Linked DNA regions of Mus musculus: region 1 is linked to region 2. A link is a contact called in public ChIA-PET data. All regions are on one chromosome and are shown on one strand. The core of a region is the stretch at or near the end of the contact, and the rest is flanking DNA. Distances in the headings are between cores, read along the strand shown. Region 1 overlaps Irf2 (interferon regulatory factor 2). Region 2 has its middle 24 kb from the start of Casp3.

Region 1 (2,700 bases), core at 79-2,578, 140 kb after region 2:
CCCTGGAGCAGAAGAACCATTCTTGTGAGGCTGTAATGAGAACCGCTTTCTGGGATGACTGTGTCACCTGTCATACCCCAAACTGGCGATATGTTAGTGTCTTTTGAGCATACATATGGAGACCCTAAGGCAGTTTTGCTGTGTGTTTATGGTGGTCACACAACACTACACATTATGATCAGAGGCTAAGTCAAACTGCGTTAGGTACCACGGTAGTCTGTGCCCAGAGACAATTTCGTTTTTTTGTAAAATTGCTATGGTAGTATATAATATCTCCCAAAAGGACCCAGAACTCACCTAATCAGAAAATTCTGTGTAGAAAGCAGGTACACTAAACTCTAATTTGTGTGATTCTCGGCGTGGGAAGCCTGCTTTGTGATAAAGGCATTTTGGAATTTTAATTTCATGTGCATTTGTTTCGCATTAGTCATGAACTTCATTCACCAGTAGCCTCCTCCTGTCCCATGACTCATTCGGAGATGTTTGTCAGCCATCAGGGATGCGGAAGGCCATTAGATTAATGGGCACTAAGTGGCAGTGGTTCCCCCCACTTAGTGGCATATCGAAATTACTCTAAGATAATGAAAGTGAATCCTGTTCCCTGCCCTGGAGAGTCTTATTAGGCTGGGGTTAGGGAATTTTCCTTCAAAGTTCTCCAGGTGATAACATTGCACAATATTGTTTTAGAGACTGGGAGAGATTCAAACCAGAAAAGGTGGCTGTGGCTTGTGCTGCCTCTGCCTCTGCCTCTCTGCCTCTGCCTCTGCCTCTCTGCCTCTGCCTCTCTGCCTCTCTGCCTCTCTGCCTCTCTGCCTCTGCCTCTGCCTCTGCCTCTCTGCCTCTGCCTCTCTGCCTCTGCCTCTCTGCCTCTGCCTCTCTGCCTCTGCCTCTGCCTCTGCCTCTCTGTGAGTGTGTGTATGAGTGTACTCGCATGCAAGGTGTGGGTAAGTGTGCACCAGTGTGTATGTGCATGTGGAGACCAGAGTTTGCCCCTGGCTTTCTTCCTTATCTGCTTTATCTTTGAGATAGAATCTTTCACTGAACTTAGAGCTGGTTCACCTAGACTGGCTGGCCCACTAATCCTAGGAATCCTCCTGTCTCTGTCTCCCCGGTGTGGGGGCTACAGAGGAGTTATAATGTCTGGCTTTTCACACAGATGCTGGGGACTGGGTCCTCATACTGTTTTGGTAAGCACTGTACTTGATCAAGCTTGAAACATGGTCTTTGTATTTATTTTCTGTGCATTTGTGTGTGCCGGAGGGTATGTATGTACACCACGTGTGTGCAGTGCCTGCAGAGGCCAAAGGGGGACATAGATCTCCTGGAACTAGAGTTATAGATGGCTGTTACACACTGCTCGTTGCGGCTCTTCACTTCCAAGCCATTTCTCCAGCCCCCCTGGAGTGTATTCTTTGATGGAACTGACATATATCTTTAAAAAGTTTTATAAAACAGCAAATCAGAAAACGAAGATGAAGTTTAACAAAACTTTGAAAGGATCAGCACTCTATTGGTTTAGATAGCAATAGCCATTTTTTTCTATGTCCATCCAAATGTCAAACCATCTTTCTGTTTTCATGACTGGCAGTGTTGACTTACTTCGTCAGGCTTCCACCAGAATATGTGGAGTGATGTGTACAAATGCCACAGAGACACAGGAAACAGCCAAATGTGAAATCTAACACCTCCTCCTCAACACATCACGGCGTATTGTCTTAGCTCTGAAGGTGATATCCCTGTGCATGCAAATGTCAGCAAGCTCTTGTACATCTATCTCTTAGTAGCTTACAGGTTACTAAGGATGCATATATTTATTTATTTTTGTCTTCTTTTATCCCTTATACTTGCCAATATCCTCTTTCCCTACCTGCCTACACACGTACGTACGTACGTACACACACACACACACACACACACACACACACACACACACACACTGTTAAAGGGTCAGGTCAGCCTAAATGCAATTCTCTTTAAACCTTATCAGCCACAGTATTAGTATCAACGATGCTACAGCACCATATATGATGAGGTCTGAAATAGGAGGAAGTTCCTTGCAATTATGTCGACTCTATTTGTAGCACCTTCTTATATTTTCTATTCTATACTCCAGTCCATTAAAATTAAATTAAACTTGCTGATCATAAACCAAGAATGCCAATCTTTTTTTCTTCTTCTTCTTCTTTTGGTTTTCCAGGACAGGGTTTCTCTGTGTAGCCCTGACTGTCCTGGAACTCACTTTGTAGACCAGGCTGGCCTCGAACTCAGAAATTTGCCTGTCTCTGCCTCCCGAGTGCTGGGATTAAAGGCGTGTGCCACCACTGCCCGGCGAGAATACCAATCTTAATTAAAAAAAAAAAACCAAACAAACAATAACAAAACCCCCAAACACATTGCACAGTGCCTTAGCAAGCTTTTACCAGCGGTTTGAGAAACACTGGGTTTTGCTGTGGCCCTTGGAGGCAGAAAGGTTTGGATTGGATCTTGAGCCTTGCCGCTCCTCTGAGGTCAGGCTAAGTAAGTGGCTCCATTTCTTCCAGTACAAGATGGAGATGAGACGCTCTGCCCGGGTGGCTTGTTGGGAGGCTAAATGACGCTATGCACGGGAAGCTCTGAGCTCCTCGTAAGCTCCGGAATGAATGTGGTATTGGAAACCATGGTGGCTGTCGTTCTCAGCTCCGCTTCTCCCCGTCTCTGTGC
Region 2 (2,700 bases), core at 201-2,700:
ACACAAGGAGGAGCGTGTCACGAATGTTTTTGTCTAGCTGCTTTCTAACAGGGGATAGGGTGGTGGAGAAATGACTCAGCAGTTAAGAGCGTCGGCTGTTCTTCAGAAGAACTGGATTTGAACCCAAGCACCCACATGGCAGCTCACAATTTTTTGTAACTAGCTCCAGGGGACCCAACTGCCTCTTTTTGCCTCCTTGGGAATTTTATGCACATGGTGCAGAGGCATACACGTGGGCTAAATACCTATATACATGAAATTAAACCTTTAAAGACTAGCTCTTTAATGTGTGGAGAAAAGGCTAGCCCATTGTAATTTCCATACTATCTATATAAAGAGGTCTGAGATAGTACAAAGAAAACAACTGGAGCTATGGGTCTGGGAGTAGTTAGCTGGGTAAAGCAGTTTCCTTGCCAGCACAAGAACCTGAACTAGAACTTGATCCCCAGAATCCATGTTAAAAGGAAAAAAAACCCGAATTGTGATGCTCGCTTATAATTCCAGCAGTGATGGAGATAAGTGAGTTCCTGAGGCTCACTGGTCAACCAGCCTAGTCTCCATGGCAAACGCATGGCTGATGTGCTCAGCTATGGAGAAATGATACCAGTCCCATTATCACCTGGCCTACACATACACAAGATAAAAACCATCAACTGGGCCATGTATGTGAATAGAGCAAGTGTAAACAAAGAGAGCATATACCCCTTATGTTCAGATAACCCAATCTCCCATCATAATAAGAGGAATATAAATTATGATATCACCTACCAGACTGGACAGTATCGCCCAAGTGCTGGAGGTATAGGCATGCATCACCATGCCAAGCATGTGCTGTGGTTAATCCCAGCACTCGGGAGGCAGAGGCAGGTGGATTTCTGAGTTTGAGGCCAGCCTGGTCTACAGAGTGAGTTCCAGGACAGCCAGGGCTGTACAGAGAAACCCTGTCTCAGAAAACAAAACAAAACAAAAAACAAACAAAAACATGTTGCATGAATATTCATGAGATGGATGGCATATTCAGAGGGGTAAGGTGACCATTTGTTCCCTTCCAAACCATAGTGAACCAGATCTCTTCTTGGCTAGTCCTTCCCATGATCCTCTTTAAAAAGAGAAGCAAACTCACTAAGAAAATGATATTATAAACAAATTGAGATTTCCCAAGGTGGTCTACCCTTTGTTATAATATATTTGTGGCAATTTGGTTCGGTTCCCTTGTACTTAGTTTCTGCTTTGCGGGGACGAACCCAAATGCAGCTTAAAAGATGGAGTAAACCTCTAAAGATCATTTCAAACACCAGGAGAATCAGCTACCAAGAAACAGGTGTAGTGTTCCGTGGTTACCTCTTAACTAACTCCTCGACTTCTGATCCTCGGTGGGAGCTGTGGAACAATAGACCCAACTGTGAGAGTCTGTGGTCGGAAATGGCTTGTCTGAGTCAGAAGTGAAGCAGAGTTTACAGTGAAGAAATAAGTGTTGACTTTGGAAAAGAAGGCACATGACTAAGGTAGGTAGATAGGGTATTTTCCTTCCATTCAATCTGTGATACCCACTTCCTTCCTGGTGTCAATTATCTGTTAGACTCCCTCCCAGAACTCAGGAGAATTCTTTAGTTATAGGACTCAGTTTGTTAACTAATACGATTGAAGAATGTGGAAATGCAGGGCTAGGTGTGGTGGGGAGGGACACAGATTCTCCTTGTTTTCTTGGAGTGTCCCCCCTCAACCCCCACCCCCACCCCTACTCTGAACTGTTCAACCACTTGGAAACTGAAGCTCATCAGGACTTCTAGAACTCAGGCCCCAGCAACTCTACTTCCCCAGAAGTCAGAGCTAGGATGGGCCAGTCCCAGCAGCCTTCACTGAGATGATCTATGGCTCTGCCTACCGTTAGCATAAACTTAGGTGTGAGCTAAAGGGACTTGCTATTAACATCAGAAGTCACTCCTATCTCTCTGGAGAATCTAAGCAGTTTAAGACTTCTGTATGCAGGAAGTAGGGGGCTGGGAGATCATGTTTCTCATACTGGACTTGAGGGAACTTGTGATTATAGATTTACTTGGGAAGAAGAGTTGAAAATGGTACAAGGCGTTTCAGGATACACAGGCCGCCTGGTGACGGGAAAGAGCAGCTGTTTTCTTGGGTTCTTGGTGGGATCTAGAGTGTTAATCATGAGGTGGTTCTTGGTGGGATCTAGAGTGTTAATCATGAGGTTGGCATTCTCCTCTTCTGGCTTCAGGGAGTTTTTCCATTTAAGATAATAGAGCAATGATGGCCAGTTTGCCCCTGGAGACATTTTAGCATTACCTTGTACCTGGTGGGTCTTGTGATAAGATAAAGGGAGACCAGGACATGCCATACATTGTATAAATAGGTTCCATACATTGTACAGGTAGGTTCCATACATTGTACAGATAGGTCCCATGCATTGTCTATACACTGCATGTTTTATTCAATCTGGGCCCCCAGGTTATGGGATGATGCCACTCACATTGAAGGGTCTCTCCTCACTAAATCCTTTCTGGAAGCGCCTCCCACATACAGAGATACTTTTAGGTGATTCTAGATCCAGCCAAGTTGACAATGAAGATTAACCATGCTCTGTCGCAGATCCAAAGGACAGGACCGAGGACAGGATTTGCAGAGTAGGTTGTGTTCAGAGTTTATCATCTGTGAGGATGAGCCGCCTGGTTACTGGTGTGA

Evidence for each region. ChIA-PET counts read pairs in DNA pulled down with a chosen protein or histone mark.
Region 1: an RNA polymerase II ChIA-PET map of effector CD8 T cells shows a contact between it and region 2, with 2.6 times the contacts expected there. The contact joins two enhancer-like sites. A contact is called at or near these places in 4 of 115 datasets of contacts at active chromatin or transcription factors (CD8 T cells, effector CD8 T cells, microglia and 1 more) and 2 of 9 other capture datasets (adipose tissue and pancreatic islet).

What each region holds. Positions count from the first base shown.
Region 1 is chr8:46,780,768-46,783,467 of GRCm38.p6, forward strand. The region is part of intron 1 of Irf2 (interferon regulatory factor 2); the gene reads left to right. Among named protein-coding and RNA genes, the nearest start is that of Gm31172, 7.3 kb to the left of the region's middle. Within about 2 kb of position 1,329, at least 9 of the 459 cell types and tissues checked have an H3K27ac peak or open chromatin away from gene starts, as enhancers often do. A contact at or near this core is called in CD8 T cells and effector CD8 T cells, where this site is marked.
Region 2 is chr8:46,640,016-46,642,715 of GRCm38.p6, forward strand. No RefSeq gene overlaps it. Among named protein-coding and RNA genes, the nearest start is that of Casp3, 24 kb to the left of the region's middle. Within about 2 kb of position 1,451, at least 98 of the 459 cell types and tissues checked have an H3K27ac peak or open chromatin away from gene starts, as enhancers often do. A contact at or near this core is called in CD8 T cells and effector CD8 T cells, where this site is marked.